2 separate regions of the Mus musculus genome follow, and region 2 is linked to region 1. The links are chromatin contacts, called in public HiChIP or PLAC-seq maps. All regions are on one chromosome and are shown on one strand. Each heading gives the region's core, a stretch centred on a gene start, on an enhancer-like site or on the middle of the called end of the contact. The rest is flanking DNA. Distances are from core to core; before and after follow the strand shown.

Region 1 (4,445 bases), core at 1,003-3,502:
CAGATTGGGGAACAGTCACAATAGACAGCGGGGTACGGCCAGGAGACTTTGAAGAGCCAGGTCCCGGATTCCGGCAGACACCCTTACTCTGAGGTTGCTTTTTGGCAACTGAAACTGTATTCTTACCTTTCGATCCCTGAGTAGCTTTTGCAGAGGACCCTGAGCACACAGAAGCTGGACTGTTTAAATTCAATGTAGACTGAAGTCTTTGTGCTGAGACTGCTCCTGACCTCGGCGTTCTAGTGGGTGGCTGAGACTGTGTCCCTAGACCTATGGCTCCGGTTTTAGAACTGGGCTTGGTCACTTTGGCAGGTGGCTGGAAAGGAGAAGGGTTAGGCCTTCCGTGCATGGCTCCTTTAGGTAGCTTTGGGGACTTGGATGATAAGTTTATACGTGACTCATCCCTAGAAGAAAGATGATTGTGTTTCAAATGCTTTGGTTCCATTTTTCCAGGAGATTTACTTGGTAAAAGTCTGGACTTAGACAGATCTCTTGAATTCTGGGCTGGAATAGCCTTGGTCTGTGCAGTCTTGGGGAAGGTGACACATTTTCGCGATGACTCTGAGGCACACTGTGCAGTGCTTGGTTTAGACCCTGGATTTGGAGAAGCCAGGGACTGCGATACACTGTTGGAAGGAGCAGTCGTCTTTTTTGCTGCGTCCTTCAAAGATGTCACCTTGGGATGTGGAAATGATGCTGGAGAATCTGGCCGTTTAGCCCGGGTAGACGGGGAAGCCAAATTACCTTTTACTGACGATGCAGGCAGACGTGCACCTGGTAGACGTACCTGTTTCTCCTTGTTCTTCGGAACACTCACTGGTGTGCCAGGTCTTAAATTTTGTTTCTGAAACATATTAACTGCTGACAAAGGGTTCATTTCTGGAGGCTGAGGCGTTCTGGCAGGCGAATCTGGCACGCTTTCATTAGAAACTCCTTTTTGAAATGCTAAAATTTTTTGTTCTAGTGTAGCAAACTGCAGTATTCGACAGGGGTCATACTTCAGCAAAAATCCCTGTAGAGTATCCCAGCCTCCACCGACGCGGACCATAACGTGTTTTCCATGAAGCATCTGCCCCAAAAGTGAAAATAAAAAAGTCAACAGGGAAACTGAGACGTTTATAGCTTCAGTCTGGTCACAATCGTGATATGCATTTGCTATGACCTGGGAAACAGCTTCATTTCAAACTGACACACTCTCTCTCTCTCTCTCTCTCTCTCTCTCTCTCTCTCTCTCTCTTTCTTGGTACTAAAATAATAAGTTTAGTATTAGGCTATACAACTAATAATAAAAGCCATTTACTTTGTAATACAAATATTGACAAATCATTTGTATCCTAAAATCCACACAATTAATATAGAAAACTGAAATAACAATAGTGTTCCATGGATTGAGTACTGACAGAAGGGAAGGAGACAGCAGAAAGCCTCATGGTAGGCAAAAAAGCAATTAGAAAGAACAACTAAAACTTGTATTTTAAATTTGAAAGTTACAGCCTATCAATTTCATCTTTAAAACATTTATATAAGGCAGGAGAGATGGCTCGGTGGTTAAGAGCACTGACTGCTCTTCCAGAGGTTCTTGAGTTCAAGCCCCAGCAACCACATGATGGCTCACAACCATCTGTAATGGGATCTGATGCCCTCTTCTGGTGTGTCTGAAGACAGCAACAGTGTACTCATACACATGAAATAAATGAATCTTTAAAACAAAACAAACCACTCATATAAGTTATCCTTGCAGATAAGAATGGCTCTGAGGGATTAAGGTATTTGTGGCTAGCCTCAAACCCGCCAGGCTGCCCCAACACAGGCACTTTTGTGGGGATAAAACAAACCCTGGCTCTACCAATGTGACCAGCTCAGCTGGTAGATCTTCGTATCTATATGAGCTCAGCTTTACACTGCAGCTCTAAATCCCAGTCTGTGTGCCTCGTGTTTACGACACAGTTAAGTGTGGCTTACTCTTGGTCCTAATCAAAGAACATGCTCTTTGGAGTGAGCCCTGGTGAATGCCGAGTCTATGTAATGGATAAGTGTTCAGAACTAATGTCGTTTATTCCCTCTGAGGTTCAGGAAAGAGTCTGGAAGAGGAGGTGGGAAGGGTGTAAGAGTCAGATGACAGGAAGAAAGGCTAAGAAATTTCATCTTCTGGGCCAGACACAGCCATTGTGGTAATAAACTCCTAGCTGCTGTGGACGGCTGCACTGAGCCTGTGTAGGACTGGGCCAGTCAGTCAGTCAGGCGTGGATGGAGGAGGGGCTTAGGGAACCCTTCCTCTTCCTGCTGACTAAGTGCTAAGAAAGGAAACCACAAGACCCCACAGTCACTTGTCCCAAGTCTCTCTTCCAGTTAGTTTAGCTAATTAATGTTAACAGCCAACTAACCTGCTTCTGTTTGCTATTGATTGCTTCAGGGATGGGTGAAACTGCCTTCGACTGAGTACCCATTGATGACCCCTGCTGGGCTCCAATGGAAGATTCAATCCAATACCTACACTGATGGTCACAGAAGGTCTTAACTAAACTACGTGGCAAAACAAACCCAAAAGCCATGAGGATAGGAAGGGATTGGTAGGGAAGATAAAATTGAGTTGATCGGGATGAGGGGCCATAACAAGAGAATGAAGAATAATCAGAACACATTATATGCATGTGCAAAGCAGAAAGAACGCTAACTCAAAGACAGGAAGTGAATTGGGGTTTCTCTCTGAGTTGGATCCAGGGTGGGAATGTGAGGACTCTGTGTGAACTATACCGTGTTTCTGAATCGAGAGAAAACAGCTCTTGTGTTATATCAAAAGTAGAAAAATGCTAAACGGGTGACATTTTAATGTCTTATCAACAAAAGGAAGAAGTAATCAACTGCGGATGGGGCAAAGGAAGGCCATAACTTGGGTATCCTCACCCCAAACCAGAACACGGCCATACACGGGTGTCCTCATCATAGTGCTCTGTGACCTAAGACAAAGATCTTGTGCTTCCTCCTGAAAGCACTCTCATCACAAATGGCAATACTTCTGTTTATTTTCTGACCAACTAATACTAATCTCAGTGGACATTCTATTTTGTTCGTTTCTTCTTAGGGAGTTGATGGGAAAATTATTTCATTAAGAAAATCTGAGCCAGGCAGTGGTGGCGCACACCTTTAATCCCAGCACTTGGGAGGCAGAGGCAGGCGGATTTCTGAGTTCAAGGCCAGCCTGGTCTACAGAGTGAGTTCCAGGACAGCCAAGGCTACACAGAGAAACCCTGTCTTGAAAAACCAAAAAAAAAGAAAAGAAAAAAAAGAAAATCTGAAAAATGCAGTAAATTCCCAGAAGCACATGGAAGTATTTTTAAACTCTATTCGATGTTTAAGCAGTCTCAGCTGTCTTCTAGTTACTTGAATGTTAAAAGCATCTACTCAAACTCACTTAAAATTCCTGGAATCAAGCATTCCATATTTCTTCCTGTACAGTGAAATTCTTCCATGAATAGCCAGCCCCTGTATTCTAATTTGTTTTACAAGGTAAAGGGGGGTCAAAAGGAGGTTGGTAAAAAGTGAACCCAATTCCAAGACAAACCTGCATGAATACAGACTGTAACCAGAAGACTTACCCTTATAAAGAGAATTTTCTCCCCTAGCCGGTACCGCCCTTCGGATAAGTATTCAATAGAAAACCGATGAGAGCAGCTACAAGGAGGGTCCTCCGCAATGTGTTTAACCTACGGTTGAAAATAAGCATCAATACTCAGGGCTTACCAGGGAAAGTTTCTATTAAAACTCAAAATGCAATGCTGTTTGATAGGAAGATGAAACTCAAAGATAAAAATATAAGGCCCACTCAACTATATAATGGTTCTCCTCCAGCCCTGCTGGTCTTTAGGCAGCATGAGCTCATCATGAAGTCTGAATTGTTTAGAGCCCCGAGTAATTACATTTGCCTGGAATCAAAGATTATCTAGTCAGATACAGGCTAAGGAAGAGTTCTCACTTTTCCATTAAGACAATGCTAAACTAACAACGTGGGAGGGAATACCTAGATTTGTTCCAAGTTCCTGTAAAAATAAGCAGAGATGTATGTCTGTATGCTCAGGATTGGATAAAACTCTTCATATCTCAATTCGAGAAGCATGAAGAAACTGAAAGGGGGAAAAAACCTTAATTCTATCCCTCAAACATCTTTTTTGATTTATTAGGAATTTCAAACATGCATACAATGTATTGTGACCACATCTGCCTCCAGCCCCCCCATTTCAACTGCTGCCCAACACTTCTTCACGGTCCCCTCCCGAGTTCAGGACCTTTTTAAAAAAAAAAAAAAAAAAAAGATTTATTTATTTTATGTGTGTGAGTACACTGTCACTGTCTTTAGACAACCAGAAGAGGGCTTCCGATTACATTAGAGATGGTTGTGAGCCACCATGTGGTTGCTGGGAATTGAACTCAAGACCTATGGATGAGTA
Region 2 (3,961 bases), core at 603-3,102, 330 kb after region 1:
AGGGCGAAGCAGGAGGTTTGGCTAGCCTTTCTTTGCCCCTCCCCACACCCTATGTTTGGTTTGTCAATCAAATGTTACTTTTAACATTTATTCCTCTGCAAATACAGCTGATTTCCACCTAATCATTTCTAAGAGAAGAAACTTCAGGTCAACTGAAGAAAAGGGTTGGGCCGGGGGATAAGGGATGTTATCTTACTGAATCAGAGACTGGGGACAAGGGATGTTATCTTACTGAAGCTCAGAGACGGAGAGGAGCAGGGTTCTGGGCAGAGACTGGGAATGAGTCACCCAGCTAGGGACAAGACCTGGCTGGCTGCAGGCGGCCTTCGCTAGTCTAGTAAGGCTCTGAAGTACAACCCATCACTGTCATGCCAGCTTCCAAGTAGGAGTCAGTCCCAAGACAGGCATTTTTATGAGTTGTTATGGATCCTATGTCCAAGTAATAAAATCTTGGCTTTGTAGTTATTTTTATTTTTTTATTTTTTCAAGAGAAGGTGTTGCTAAGTAGATCATGGTGACCTCAGACTTGTAGCACTCCTCCTGCCTCTGTCCCCGAAGGGCTGACATTACAGACCCATGTGTCACTACACCCAGCTTGGTTCCCTTCAAACAGCTCAGATTGCTTTCATCCTTGCACAGTATTTGTGTTAGCAGATTCTTGTTACCCTGGCATGCTTCAAGCATTGTGAACTCTAATGCTGCTTCTTCCCACCTCAAATGGCTACACTGTCTCTCTCTCCCACCTGTTTATGAAATATTTTAGTGATTTATATCTTTTTCAAAACCTGCTTCTACAACAGGTGGCCAGACAATATGGCCCAGACACACCAACAGTACCTACTAGGGCCCCTACCAAACCATCCCTAAGGGCAGACACTATATTTTAAAGATGATTAAAAGTGAGGTTAACGGCTGAGAGAGCTGGCTTAGCAGACAATACACTTGCCATTCAATCATCAGGACTTGAACTTGAGTCTCCAGAATTCACATGAAGCCAGAAGTCTGTAATCCCAGCACTCTTTAGGCAATATGGGAGAGGCAACAAGAGACCAACAAGAGGATCCTAGGAACCAGGTAACCTGGAGTACACAAGTAGCTGTTGAGGAAGAGATAGAAGAAAGTGAGGCACTACACCCAGGGCTGTTCTCTGACGTCCCCTTGTGTGACCAAAGTCACATTCATACATGAAGTGAAACTAAAGCTGAAAACAATCTTTCCAAGTTAACATAGCTAGAAAATATTAGAACCAGGACTTCATTTTGGGCATTCCATTTCAAAATTTCTACTAAGTGTGTCTATGTGTGTGTGTGTCCAGAGGATAACTTTCAAGGGCAGTTCTTTCCTTCATGGTGGTTTGGTCATCAAGTTCAGATCATCAAGCTTGCTTGACAAGTACTCTTGCTGGCTGAGAGCCATCTCACTGGCTCTAGACTTTCTAACTTCTAGGTCTTTAGGTATATTCGGTTAAATATGACATGCTGTCAATTTTACTTCCTTTAAGGTTAGACCAACGAATGGAAACATTAAATTACAGCCGTTAGTCTAAGGGAAGGATCTTGGTAAAAGAAACTGAGATTAAAAAGCTGAAATGGCCAAAAGAATAACATAAACAGAGCTACTTGTAGAGCAGAAAGTTGAGTTCGGAGGAAATGAAGAAGCAAGACTAGGATGTCAGCGAGAGAGGCACAGACAAGATGAAAGGGATGAAGAAAAGATGAAAGCCCAAGTACCAACTAGGAAAGGGCAGCGGAGGACCTAGTGGGAGTCCGAAGTAGGCAGGGCTGAAGATTCCCGGAACTCCCACAGGTCCCGCCCACCTCGAGCTCGCTCCGCCCCCCCGACTCCTCTCCCCGCCCCCGGTCTCTTAGGTGATGCTGCAGCCAAGATGGCGCTGGCGGCGGCCGCGGCGGCCTGAGCGTCATGCTTCGGGCTCTCGGCGGCGGCTGCGGCGGCTGTGGCCTCGGCCAGGCCCTCGAGTCTCTTCTGAGAGTGATCTCTCCGGCGCTTCTCCTCCGGGCCGGTGAGGCGGGACCGAAAGAAGACTGCCGCGAAGTGAGGAGGCTGTGAGGAGCGACAAGAGAGCGGCGCTCCAGCCCGGCGGGCACCATGGCTGGGATCATCAAGAAACAGATCCTGAAGCACCTCTCCAGGTCAGCGAGCGCTCGGGGCCGGTCCCGTCCGCTGGCCGCCGGTTCTCGGGTCCAGGTCGCAGGTTCGGGCTCTGCCGGTGCCGCTGGCGCCCCCGACCGGCCTCCGGAGTCACGCGGAGGGCGGCGGGGCTCGGCGGGCCGGGGTCTCCTCCTCCGCCGGGGGCCGCTCCTGCGCCGAGGCTGGTGACGTCCCCGGCGTCACTCAGGTGCTGGGTGGATGGGGTTGGGCTGGGACCCGGTCCGGCTCGGAAGCTCCCGGGGCTCGGAGCCGAGCGGCTCCGTTAGCCGAGGACTGGGGTGTGTGTGTGCCAGTGAAACGTTAACCTTGGGATTGTTCTCGGTGCCCCCTACCTGGCGTCCCCGCTCCGCTGCACGGGAGGGTGTGCTTGTTTGCACAGTTCGGATTTGTTTTAGGGGAAATTAAGCAGGACTTCTCCGCTTCGGCCAGTTCTCCGTGGAAGTCGTTTTCAGTCCCGCATCGCGTTCGTTCTTGCTGCAGAGTTTTCCGATTTTGTTCCGCGACCCTTGAGTTCAGGGAGTTAACGTCCCTGGTGTTTAAACCCCAGACGTGTCACTCTTTCCATTTCATAACACAGTTTTAGTCAGAAACATGACTCAGTAAACTGGCAGTTTGTTACTGCTCTTGGCTTCTCCATATTTGTCTCAAGAAACAGGCTAAATGTAGGACCCTGTTCCAAGTTGGTGACAGAGAATTAAAAGCTCTTGGTTAGGATCTCTTTCTCTCCTCTGTTATTTGTAAGTTAATGAATGCTTTTAACTGATTAAAGGAACGTTCTCAGGTTTAATGATAGACTTGTATAGTAAACATGTCTTCATTTTCTGGATATGTGTGTGTGTGTGTGTAATACATATATATATATTACAGTTGAGAACATATTGAACAAAACAATACTATGATTCAGCAGATATTTTCCTGACATTATATCTTTATATTGAATAAAATTTAATACACACAGTATGTATACATAAAGTATCAAACTATAGCAAAGTTTGTGACCGTGTGTTTGGTTCTTAGTATCACTAATTAGAGAGAGAGAGAGAGAGTGAGTGTGTGTGTGTGTGTGTGTGTGTGTGTATTTAAACAGGTTAAGTAGCTCAGGCTGTCCTGAAAATAAATCTCAGGCTACCCTCAAGTTCAGTGTCATCCTGCCTCACCTTCCTGAGTGCTGAGATTACAGGTCTGTGCTACCATGCTTTGTTGGATTTTTTTTAATTATATAGATAGTGCAATACTGAGTCATCTTATTTTGAATAATGTTTATTACTTAGGGTGAGTCTGACTCATGAGATACACTTCGCCCTTGCCTATTTCAAGAGCCATAAGAAAATTCAGATCCATAGACACTGATTTTATTGCCCTTTTCTCTCCCAGGGATAATGATACTGTACCACTCTGTATGCCCAAAAGAAAATCTAATTCAGTCGATAAGTGCCTTAGGGCATTATCCTTTAATTCTCTTGTATAAGTCCATTTGGGAAGACCTCTTAAGAGCAGGCGTGTAATGGCTTACTCTGCCACATAGATAACTCCCACATACTTAGAGTTAAGCCCTTAGGATTACATTATAATCTTCCTGATTTCTTACACCTGTGTGGTAAATAGTAATGAGCATTTCATTTTAAATCAGAAAGTTTCTAAAACATAGCATTTTCTTTCTTTTTAAATGGAGAAACCATTTGTAGTTTTTTTTAAAGATTATTATATTTTTATTTATTTACTGTATACATCCAAGTGTGCACATATGTGCCTGATCCAGTCTATGTATGGAACATCTGAGGATAACTGGTGC

What was found. HiChIP or PLAC-seq counts read pairs in DNA pulled down with a chosen protein or histone mark.
Region 2: a contact with region 1 is called in an H3K4me3 HiChIP or PLAC-seq map of bone marrow-derived macrophages, with 2.7 times the contacts expected there. The contact joins the promoter of Uhrf1bp1l here to the enhancer-like site in region 1. A contact is called at or near these places in 4 of 39 promoter capture datasets (the 3T3-L1 cell line, the C10 cell line, hematopoietic stem and progenitor cells and 1 more), 2 of 115 datasets of contacts at active chromatin or transcription factors (bone marrow-derived macrophages and embryonic stem cells) and 1 of 9 other capture datasets (adipose tissue).

Annotation. Positions count from the first base shown.
Region 1 is chr10:89,413,424-89,417,868 of GRCm38.p6, forward strand. Gas2l3 (growth arrest-specific 2 like 3) reads right to left here. Exons shown (of 11, transcript NM_001033331.2): 10 at 3,597-3,704; 11 at 1-1,069. Among named protein-coding and RNA genes, the nearest start is that of Gas2l3, 28 kb to the right of the region's middle. Within about 2 kb of position 2,253, at least 38 of the 459 cell types and tissues checked have an H3K27ac peak or open chromatin away from gene starts, as enhancers often do. A contact at or near this core is called in bone marrow-derived macrophages, where this site is marked.
Region 2 is chr10:89,743,139-89,747,099 of GRCm38.p6, forward strand. It overlaps Uhrf1bp1l (UHRF1 (ICBP90) binding protein 1-like), which reads left to right and starts at 1,853. Exons shown (of 21, transcript NM_029166.2): 1 at 1,853-2,150. The coding sequence starts at 2,107.